Regions from separate parts of the Sus scrofa genome. Here all the other regions are linked to region 3. Evidence: chromatin contacts called from public Hi-C and HiChIP or PLAC-seq data. All regions are on one chromosome and are shown on one strand. The core of a region is the stretch at or near the end of the contact, and the rest is flanking DNA. Distances in the headings are between cores, read along the strand shown.

What was found. A called contact is a pair of places that touch in the nucleus more often than the background predicts. HiChIP or PLAC-seq counts read pairs in DNA pulled down with a chosen protein or histone mark.
Region 1: a contact with region 3 is called in an H3K27ac HiChIP or PLAC-seq map of skeletal muscle, with 6 times the contacts expected there. The contact joins the enhancer-like site here to the promoter of RARB in region 3. A contact is called at or near these places in 1 of 5 promoter capture datasets (liver), 6 of 47 Hi-C or Micro-C datasets (embryonic fibroblasts, fetal heart ventricle, fetal liver and 3 more) and 1 of 2 datasets of contacts at active chromatin or transcription factors (skeletal muscle).
Region 2: a Hi-C map of skeletal muscle shows a contact between it and region 3, with 7 times the contacts expected there. The contact joins the promoter of TOP2B here to the promoter of RARB in region 3. A contact is called at or near these places in 4 of 47 Hi-C or Micro-C datasets (fetal heart ventricle, heart right ventricle, liver and 1 more) and 1 of 2 datasets of contacts at active chromatin or transcription factors (skeletal muscle).

The regions. Positions count from the first base shown.
Region 1 is chr13:12,498,411-12,501,788 of Sscrofa11.1, forward strand. The region is part of intron 5 of RARB (retinoic acid receptor beta); the gene reads left to right. Among named protein-coding and RNA genes, the nearest start is that of TOP2B, 75 kb to the right of the region's middle. Within about 2 kb of position 1,536, at least 4 of the 83 cell types and tissues checked have an H3K27ac peak or open chromatin away from gene starts, as enhancers often do.
Region 2 is chr13:12,573,543-12,576,870 of Sscrofa11.1, forward strand. TOP2B (topoisomerase (DNA) II beta) reads right to left here and starts at 1,500. Exons shown (of 37, transcript NM_001258386.1): 1 at 1,441-1,500. The coding sequence starts at 1,500.
Region 3 is chr13:12,334,185-12,337,636 of Sscrofa11.1, forward strand. It overlaps RARB (retinoic acid receptor beta), which reads left to right and starts at 2,203. Exons shown (of 9, transcript XM_005669304.3): 1 at 2,203-2,348.

The sequences.
Region 1 (3,378 bases), core at 286-2,785, 160 kb after region 3:
GAGACAGCGGTGAGGGAGCGCTTTGAGCTTCCTCCTCTGCCAAAAAGCTTCAGAATCCCTGGATTTCGTAAGCCGCCTCGAGCGGATTACGAGGTGGGCGAGGTTCTGATGAGGGAATCCGGTTCATTAGTAAGTGGCTGAATATTCTTTAGTCACCTGCTCTGTGGACCACACTGCCCTAGATGCCAAGGCCAGGAGCAAGACAGACAGAGTCTCCTGGAAGCACATCTTCTTGTCGGGGGGACGGGCGAGATCAGAAAGCTGGGAAGCAGCAACGTTCTGAGGAGAGTCCAGAGGAGTGACAGGTGGGATGTGGACACCACACGGCAGGGACAGAGATGCTCCCTGAGCCGGTATGGGGTCTCCCAGCCACCGTGTGCAGTGCGTAGGAGCTGGACTGGACTGTGTGGGTCCGTTCACCCGAAGGTCAAGAACCAGGCGGAACTGATCTGTAGGCTCCGAGATGAAAGTAATGGAGGCTTCTGGGGACCAGGGCAGTTGGTGCCTCAGTCTGGTGGTCCTCACGGGAAGCGCTTGGAGGAATGCACCCAGCTGCGTGGACACCGGGGTGTGCACACAGCCCACGGCAAGTATGTTGTGTTAGTTGGCTTTTGCTGCCCCCAGACATAGCAGCTTTAAACACTAAGTGTCCATCATGCCACCCCTGCTGGTCAGGAACTTACTGAACCAGGGGTGGGTGCTGCAGGGTAGTGGGGGTCCTGCCTCAGGGGCACTTGTGAGGTTGCCGTCCAGGCAGCACGGAGCTGCCTCATCTGCGTGCCTGACCGGGGCTGGACGGGCCTCTCCAGGACGGCTCATCACACTTGCCCGGCGGGCTGGTGCTTCTGGTGACTGAAAGACTGGGCTCCTAGCGGCGTGGACCTTCCAGGGGGCCACCTTCCTGTGACAAGATGAAGCTCCTGGGTTCGGGTCTGGTTTCCCCAGAACTGGCAAGAAAGAGGCCTCTATGCCTCTTGTGGCCTCGATGCACCCTGACCAGGAACAGAGATTTGGGGGGGGCATGTTGTAAAACCACCTCATATGTTACACCTCAATTTTTCAGCAATTTTATTTCATGTTTTTTTTTTTAAAAATGGGGGAAGTGATATCAAGTAATCAAGCTCACTTTTTAGGAAGTGAGCTTTCTGAGGAGGCGATGCTGAGCTGAGCCCTGAATAGAAAGTCAGCCACACGAAGGTCAGTGGACAAGAAAGCTTGAAAGAAAGAAGCTTGAGAAGAAAGAAAGAAGCTTGAGTCCATGGGTCTAGAGAGGATTGGAATCCACTGAGGGTCATCAGGGAGCCTGGATCATCTCAGATGACCGTGTTGGCAGCAGCTCTAGCTACAGAGGCCAGGGCGGCTTGGGTGGGGTGGCCTCGGGGACAAGAACAGTAGACGAGGGCCACTCTGCCCTGAGTCCCACTCCTTGGCCCCAGCAGGCAGTGGACGAAACTCAGTGTCCTTGAGGGGGACAGGCCCCTCCTGTCCTGAGGGTGGCCCGCTCAGCCCGTCAGCAGCCTGTGCTGTCTGCCAGCCCCGCCTTGGGCTATTTTTACCCATCTCGTGGGACCTGCGTGCTCCTCTTTCCAGATAAAGTACCCTCTTTTCAAACAGAGGGCCTTTTATCCTGGAGAAGCACTTGCTGGCTGTTGCTGGCATCTGACTTTCATGTGACAAGATGAAACTCCTGGGTTCGAGTCCAGGGGCGGCCCCATCAGAACGTGGGGAGGACATGGCCATACAGGCGGGGACCCTTCCTCCCTCCGGCCTGCACATGGTTTGGTTTTGAACTTTCTGGAGAGAGAAGCAATAGGACAGAGTGTCAGTGCCTCATCAGAGTCCAAATATTTCCCGACTTTGGAGTAGTTTGGGAGAGAGTTGTGTGCTGCCCCGGGACAGGGATCTCTGAGTGAGCTGAGGACCCTCCCACACACACACCTTGCTCCTCCCCTTCCTCCTCCTGCCTCAGCACCCCTGCTTGTGGAGCTGAGCCCTCTGTGCTGTCGGAGTACTGTACTGTCAGCAGAAACGTGTTTGGTGCCTGTTTGATGGAAAGGGAACCGTGTCTGGAGACTCTGAGCACAGCTACGAGAGACTCCCCCCCGCCCCAGCCGAGGGTCAGGCCTCCTGCGTGTGCTGGTACTGGTGGAGCCCTGGGATTTGGGGTCCTGTCTACCTGGAAACACCAAGATGCCACAATCCCCCCACTCCAGGGCTTTGGGGGGAACAGAGCTACCCCTGGTGACTCCTGGCTCCTCTGATGCTCTGACACTGGGGGGCTGCAGACCACAGCAGCCACTGAGCCAGCCAGTCATGAGCTGATGGGATGCCAAGCCCAGCGAGGCCCCCTGGGGAAGGGGCCCTGTGCCGTCCTGACACTTCCTCACCTGCGCGAGCAGCTGCTGCTGCGGGTCACATGATAGGCACAGGCAGAAGTCTGAGGACAGGTCCTGATTCAAACCCTGCCCCTCTTGTGTCACGGGAAGTCTATAGAATGTTCTGCTTCCAGGCCACTGTCCATGTGCGCCTATGGTCGCCTCGAATAGCCGTGTGGGCTGGGAGCTGCAAGAGGCACCCGCCTCAGATTCAGGGCCAGTGTCCAGCCGATGCACATTCAGAGGTCACCTCACTGGAGAGAGGAGTTGATACAAGTTTTTCAGGAGCCCTGGTGACTAGGTCTGGTAGTGACCTGAAAAGCAAAGAGGCCACCGTGGAGCAGAGGTAAAGAGCACAGGCTCTGGGGGCCGACAGCCTGAAGTGGATGATGCCACCTAGGACGTAGGTGACCTAGGACAAACTGTTGGCATTTGTTTCCCGTCTGTAGAGTGGGGGTAACTAGAGTGTCCAACTTGTGGGTTGACAGGAAACTTAAGTCATATATTGAAACACTTAGCATGGCATCTGGCACGTAGTCCATGATCAGTCAGAAATGAGCTGCTGTCACGTGCTGGGGGTGAGATGTGCCGACACCCTCCCTCCGTTCAGATGCCTTCCAACCAGGAAGATGTGGGAGTCAGGCTTTTTTATCAACAAGGTCCCTTGCTCTGGCTCCACCAGGTACTTGGTGCTTCCACTGTAGTGCTGCCTGTAGGAGGAGAGCTGGCCATTAGCCTGTCTCCTGGAGGTTCCCAGAACACCAGGGCAGTGACACCCACGCAGCAGCCCTGCCCCTGCTTACTGTGGCCGAGGGGCTGTGAGGCTCTGGCACCACACTGCCCATCAGACAGGGGCGGGGTGGGGGTCTTCCCCACAGAAGCATCCTTGTCCCAAACCCCAGCGCTTCCCTGACAAGATGCAGGAGTTGAAAGAAGTTTTTTCAGGAGCCCTGGTGGGCTTGGGGGTGGGGCGGGGCGTACCCCAGGAGCTCCCTCCCACAGG
Region 2 (3,328 bases), core at 250-2,749, 240 kb after region 3:
ATCTTCAAAGTTAGGTGACAGTAAACTAAAATACTGCTATTAAATGGTAAAGCTAACCAATTCAATCTCGGAGCAAAATGTTTATACCATTACAGAGAATCAGAGGTCCTCAAAGGAAACACTGATCAGGCCTCAACACTCCCAAACAGTGAATGAGACCCATCTGGCTAAGTTCATTTTCAGAAGTTGTTTGATTTCAGTAACAAGGCTAAAGGCCATCAATTTTAGAAAATGCTTCTTTTCCATTTATGCATGCCTCCTCCACCTCATGTTCACATGGACTGTTAACTTATTATCTGACATTTTATCCCTCCTGGCTCTAGTCTGTTCATACTACATTACTGAAATAACCTACAGAATTTGGCGAGATCCAACAATAAGAGTCTGGCGAGTTATTTTGCAAAGCATCTTGGCATACAAACATGAACAGTTAAAATATTTTTGTTATCAGTAACATGCTTGTTACAAAGAATACTTGCCAATACAGCAGAACTGCTACTCGACTCACCTAAAGCTCATCCAAACAAAGAGAAAAATGAAGAACTTAATAAAAAATGCCAATTTGAAAGTTTACCTAGGTGTTTTGAAAAAGCGAAGGTCCATTGAAAGTCCCTGAGAAACGCAACGCGTTTTATTTTTCTCCTGGATACCTAGTCAGTTGGCTGAGCTGGACTTTCCGTGCGTGTAGGAAATGACCCTGGTCTGAACTCTATGCTGAGCAAGTGAAATGCGGGTGAATTATCGATCCGCCGTGGGAATCAGACCTCTCTAGGTCTTCCCTCCTCTACTACTTCCTGGCAGGAAGTGAGCGCCAAAACCCTTTAACTCCTGAACAAATGACTTTGGTCGCCAATCCAACAATCTCCATTCAGCCCCCACCCGGTTTCACCTGCGATGCTGACGCAGGTGAGCCCTTCTTGGAATAATCCCACTGTGACAGATGGACGATCTACAGTATATCAACTGCTGTGAAAGGGCCACCCCGAATGCACCGTCGACTAAGACTCTCCGAACCGCAGTGAAAAAACTGCTGTAGCCGAATTCCCCACCAAATCCATTCTTCTTTTGAGAGATCAGAGCGTCAGGAATGGTTGCATTTGCAACACATATGCGCGCGCCCCTCTCCCCGGGATTATTTTAGGGCACATTGGAGAAAGTGCTGACCCACACGGACACACACGCATTACTGCCATCGGATCACCTCAGGTGCCTGCCCTGGAAAGATGAGGCGGGGCGCCTGTCCTGTCCCTGGCTGGTCCCCCAAAGTTTCAAGTGCACAGGACACTCCCGAATCCCGAGCCTCCGGAGGCAGAGAAGAAAGAAGGGCGGGAGCTGAGGTTCTGCAGCGGGAGCCCCGACCGGCCCAGCTCAGGACCGGACTTCCCCGCCCCCGCCCGGGAACAATGCCGCGCCCCGACCCCCGCGCCGCCCGCCACTCACCACCCAAGTCAGCGCCGCGTCGCCGCCGACTCCCGCGCCTCCGCCGCCCGCCTTGGCCATGGCGCCCGCTCCCGGGCCGAAGCCGCGCCGCCTCCCGCGCTGCCGCTCCGCACCACCGCCCGGCCGCCGAGCCCTAGCGGCGCCGCCCCCCGCGCCCCATCGCCGAGGCCCGGGCGCTCGCCTAGCTGAGCCCGCCGAGGAGGCCGCGCCGCTCGCAGCCCTCAAACTCGAGGCGCGCGGCCGCGCCGCCCGGGCCTAGCGCGGCCGCCCAGGCGGAGGCGCGCGAGCAGGAAGCGGGCGGCAGCGGCGGCAGCTGGGCGGCGGCGCGGCCTCCTGCCCGGGGCCCGAGCGCAGGCGGCGAGCGGCCGGCAACCCGGCGTCCGGACGTGGCGAGAACGAGGAGGCGCCCGGTCCTTCCTCAGGATCCTCGAAGGCCGCCGCCCGGGGAGCAGGAGCGGGTGGCCGCTGCCACAGAAGGCGCCTGCGTCGGCGGATCGGCAGCCCGACTTCCTCACACACAGTCGCCGAGAGGGACAATGAGCAGATCCGCCGCTGCCGCGGTCGCCTCCCTCTCGTCCGGCATAACACCGCACACACTCTCACTTGGGGGAGGGCTGGGGGGCCGCGGGAGGGAGGGCGCGGCGGCCGGCTGTCAGTCACGCCGCAGCGTCCAATAGGGCCCTGTTGGCCAACCTGCCGACCAATCACAAAATTCTATGCCCCCGGAGGGGCGGCACCCAAGGGCACACGTCATTGCGGGTAGCAACCGAAGGGAAGACTTGAGGCTTTTTTGTTTGTGTGTGTGGCCATTTGAAGGGAGAGCAGGGGCTGCTGTCAAGGGTCGTTGGAGGGCGGCAAAGGGAAGGGGTCGAATTGGTCTTTGGTTGTCTTTAATCCTTCAAGCGTGCCTTTGAAGATCTGCTGGCGAAGCCAAGGAGCTTCTTTGCCTGGGGCCGCGGGGGCGGGAGGGGGGGCGGGGGCAGGAAGGAGCCGGAGGCCGTCCCGAAGGGGAAAGTATTTTTAAAGAGCGGTTGTAAACCACAGGCAGCACGTTGCAGATCGCTGGTGCAAGGAGGGCCGATGACCTCCGCTCCCCAAGCCCCGGGTGGACGCTGCTGTAAAAGAATTCTTGCTCAGACCTTCCCCTCCTCCATCTCTTTTCTCCCTGTCCTTCCCTTACCTCAAAAGAAAACTGGTTTAGTTTCAGGAAAACTGCTTTTAAAGAACTTAAATGGTAACAGAGGCACGGAGAACGTTCTCAGGAAAGAATGCCAGGTGGGTTGAAGGTTCTATGCTACCCTTTGATGACCTTCTCTCTCCTCTGAACAATGCAGAGATGTCACTGTCACGTCTCATTCTCTTCTGTCCAGAACTGTGCCCGCTGCCTCTAAGCGCTCTAATTTTTTAATTTTCAAATGCACACTAAGGAATGATTTCGTGCACATTGAAGCTTTCTAAGAAAGAAATTACCCACACAGCCTCACCATAGTCTGGCAGACGGAAGATGGCTTTACTTTGCCCTGCTTTTCTATGTAACTCCATCGTGTGCCAGGCTCTGCCATGGGCTCGAGACAGTAACGGGTCCCCTAATTTCAAGCCATTTATACCGTGGCTCATGAAACAGACTAAAGGGGAGTTAACTGTCACCAAATGAGTACTTGAGGGCATGAAGTGCCACCAAATACTTGTGACAAGAGAGTTTTTAAGATGAAAACTTTATTGCTGCCTTATGAAAAGGTGTTTTTGTGAACTTCCAACTGTGCATTTCCTCTCGAGGGAAAACAAAAAATGGCTCAGGTCACATCTTTCAACTGACTTCTGAGTCCAAGAGGTGGGGAACTCTGAAACATGGAAATAATTTAAACACAGTTTTTCTTAATTAGCTCTC
Region 3 (3,452 bases), core at 953-3,452:
GCCAAAAAAAAAAAGTATTCATGAAAAGAAAGAAAACACCAATTTCTAAACCCTTAACACACACACACATGCATACACATTTTCCTTGTTATTGTTTTTGTGCCTTGACAAAGTATTGAGGAAAGATAATTGGGAGCAGTTGTCTCCCTTCCTAGATGAAGCTGACACTAGATTAAGAAATGAGAGAAAGAGAATTTGGGTGACATCATCCCTATAGCTACTTCCTTGTGCCCAGTGAGCCCTACCCTTTGGAGAGATGCTGAGCAAGTGCCATGGGTAACCTGCATACACACACCTGGCCGGGGCACTTGGTTTCTCATTTCTAACCTACTTCCTCCTGCAGTACTCTAAGTATAGCTGCCTCCTCCCCTCTCCTTAAACAACTTTTTCATCCACCTCCATGATTCTGTACAAAATGAGCCCAGTTTCCAAGGAACTCCAAGGACCTTAAATAAGCATTTGGAGCTCTAAGTCTTGCGGACCATGTAGAAATTGGCACACAATGTGGGACTTTATGTGTCTTTACAACTATCTTAATGACAGTGTTAAATGTTTTGTAAATTCCTCTGTGCTCCTTGCTTGAAATGTGTGCTTTCTCTGTAAAAGGATTTCTTACAATAAATCTGTTACAAAATGAAGGCCATATAAAAAAGAGAGAGAGAACAACAAACACATAGTTTCAGCAAAATCTTACCCATTTATTGTCCTGGATTTTTCCGTTGCTTGCTGGGCTGCATATTATTTGAATGTACCTTCCTGAAAGGGTCTTTGCCTTCCTAAGGGTGTGAGATGCATACTTCTCAGGTTACACCTGGAGCACCACTTCACAACTCTGCTGGCCCAGCAAAGGAGGTTGCATCGCCCATGCTCTTCCCTGCAAGGGGCAAGAAAACCGGCCCCGTGCCCCCTCACCCTCCTGGTTTTGTGGGAGAGTTATTAGTCAACAGTGGAGACTCAGTAGAGGACCCAGGCTGTTCTAATTCCTCGCAGGAGCTTCCTTTCTTTGAAGTCCCTTGCATCCTTTAAGCAAATTGTGCAAAATGGCTGCGGGGTGGATTGGTTCTCCCCTTTCCAGCTTGCTGACAGGGTTTATTTGTAAACACTGCATCTGTCCTTCTCAGTGATGGCTGAAAAGCTTCTCCTTCCTCTGGGCTGGGTCAGTGTGGGAGGTTCGAAAAATAACCCCTTTCTCTTAAAATTCCTCTCTTCCAATAGCCAAGTTAGGGCAGGGGCTGGCATGGTGAAATGTGGCCCTTGGTGGCAGTGGTGTATGTGTGTGTGCGTGATGACAGGGGTCACACGCACGCACACACACACACACGCTGTTCCAGAGCACTATAATTTTCACGTTGGGTTCTATCCTTGGCTCTGAGCTCTGGGACCCCAGGCAGTTCTCAGCCTCCCAGGGCTTCTGTTTCCCCAGTTGAAAAATAAGAGAACTAGTCCCAACTAATAGTTCTGGGGTGTGTACCGAGGGCCGCACAACACCCTTTCTTTTTGTCCTCACAGTAATGCTCTGAGTAGTATATTCCTATTTTACAGATGAAGAAACCGAGGTGGAGGGGTTTGATAGTGTGTGCCCCAGATCACACAGCTGCCAAGTGGTTGAACTGGGTCGGAATCTAGTTCAATTGGACTTTCACATCCACGCTTTTGCTCACGATGTTATGTTTTCTCAGACCAAGACCTGAAATCCCGTATATCTGTGCTATTATCTGTGTGTGTTTGAGGCAGGAGGAATTTTCTTGACTCCTTCATAAACTGCACGCCGACTTGGGAGAATTTTTCAGAAGCAACTGAATCCAGAAAGCTGGATGTTTACTCCCAAGCCAATGCCAGAGGGACACAGAGAAACAGGCTCTCCAAAGGAAAGTTTCCCGATCCCGGGCCTCCCCCAGGGGCGGCTCTTCGTGCTCCAGTTCAGGGCGTGCGTGTGCTTTTGCGGGAGTGGAAAACCACACACACGCAGCGAGGAACTGAACAGACCGAAAGGCGCGGGGAGGAATGTGAAGGCTGGGCGGGGGCTCCGGGGCGGCGGGCGAGAGCGCCGAGCCCCGCGAAGCGAGGCGCAAAGGGCGGGGGCCAGCGGGCGGCGGGCTCGCTGGGAGAGGCGTCCGGGCTCCGGCGGCTCCTCCCGGCCCCGCGCGCTCCTCCCGCCCCGCGCGCTCCTTCAGGCCCCGCGCGCTCCTCCCGGCCATCCCCGGCCCCGCGAGCTCGGAGCGGACACGCGGGGCGGGAGGAGCGCGCGCCCGGGTCGCTGGCCGCCCGCGCGGCGGGGCTGCTGGGAGAGCTGGGCTCTGTGAGAATCCTGGGAGCTGGTGATGTCAGACTCGCTGGGTCATTTGAAGGTTAGCAGCCCGGGAAGGGTTCACGGAAAGTTCACTCGCATATATTAGGCAATTCAATCTTTCATTCTGTGTGACAGAAGTAGTAGGAAGTGAGCTGTTCGGAGGCAGGAGGGTCTATTCTTTGCCAGAGGGGGGACCAGAGTCCCCGCGCGAGCCGCCTGAGGACGGGGATGCCGAGGACGCGCGCGAGCCGGGCAGGGCTGCTCTGGGCACCGTCCGGGTAGGACCCGCACCGCCTTCCCAAGGCTTTTGGCAGGCATCTGCTCGGAAGAAGAACTTGGGATCTTTCTGGGAACCCCCGCCCCGGCTGGATTGGCCGAGCAAGCCTGGAAAATGGTAAATGATCATTTGGATCAATTACAGGCTTTTAGCTGGCTTGTCTGTCATAATTCATGATTCGAGGCTGGGAAAAAGACCAACAGCCTACGTGCCAAAAAGGGGGCAGAGTTTGATGGAGTTGGGTGGACTTTCCTATGCCATTTGCCTCCACACCTAGAGGATAAGCACTTTTGCAGACATTCGGTGCAGGGGAGATCATGTTTGACTGTATGGATGTTCTGTCAGTGAGTCCTGGGCAAATCCTGGATTTCTACACTGCGAGCCCGTCTTCCTGCATGCTCCAGGAGAAAGCTCTCAAAGCATGCTTCAGTGGATTGACCCAAACCGAATGGCAGCATCGGCACACTGCTCAATGTAGGTTTATTTTTTCCCTTCTTCTACCAGGAAAAAAAATATGAATTGTCTCTCTTGCATGCAGTAAAGACGCTGGAAACAAACTGCATGGGTAGCCAGACAAAGGATTTAATGATTTAAGGCTGAAAGGGTGTGATATGCTGGTGTGCATATGGATTCCCTCTGCTGAAAATTTCCTGTTAGATGTTTTCTTCCCAAACAACCCCTCCCGACCCCTGCTCCTCTCCTTACCAGCCCTACAGTCCCTTGAAAACAGTTTTAAAAATGTGTGTGGAGGGGGGGAAAAAGTAGAGGGTGACCACAGGACTTTGAAACATTCTTCAAGTGAGACAATTTGACACATTTGTGCAGTTTTTACTAAGATGTCTACAGAGGGGAATTTAACTTTGCTGCTCTTTGGATTAGCGACTA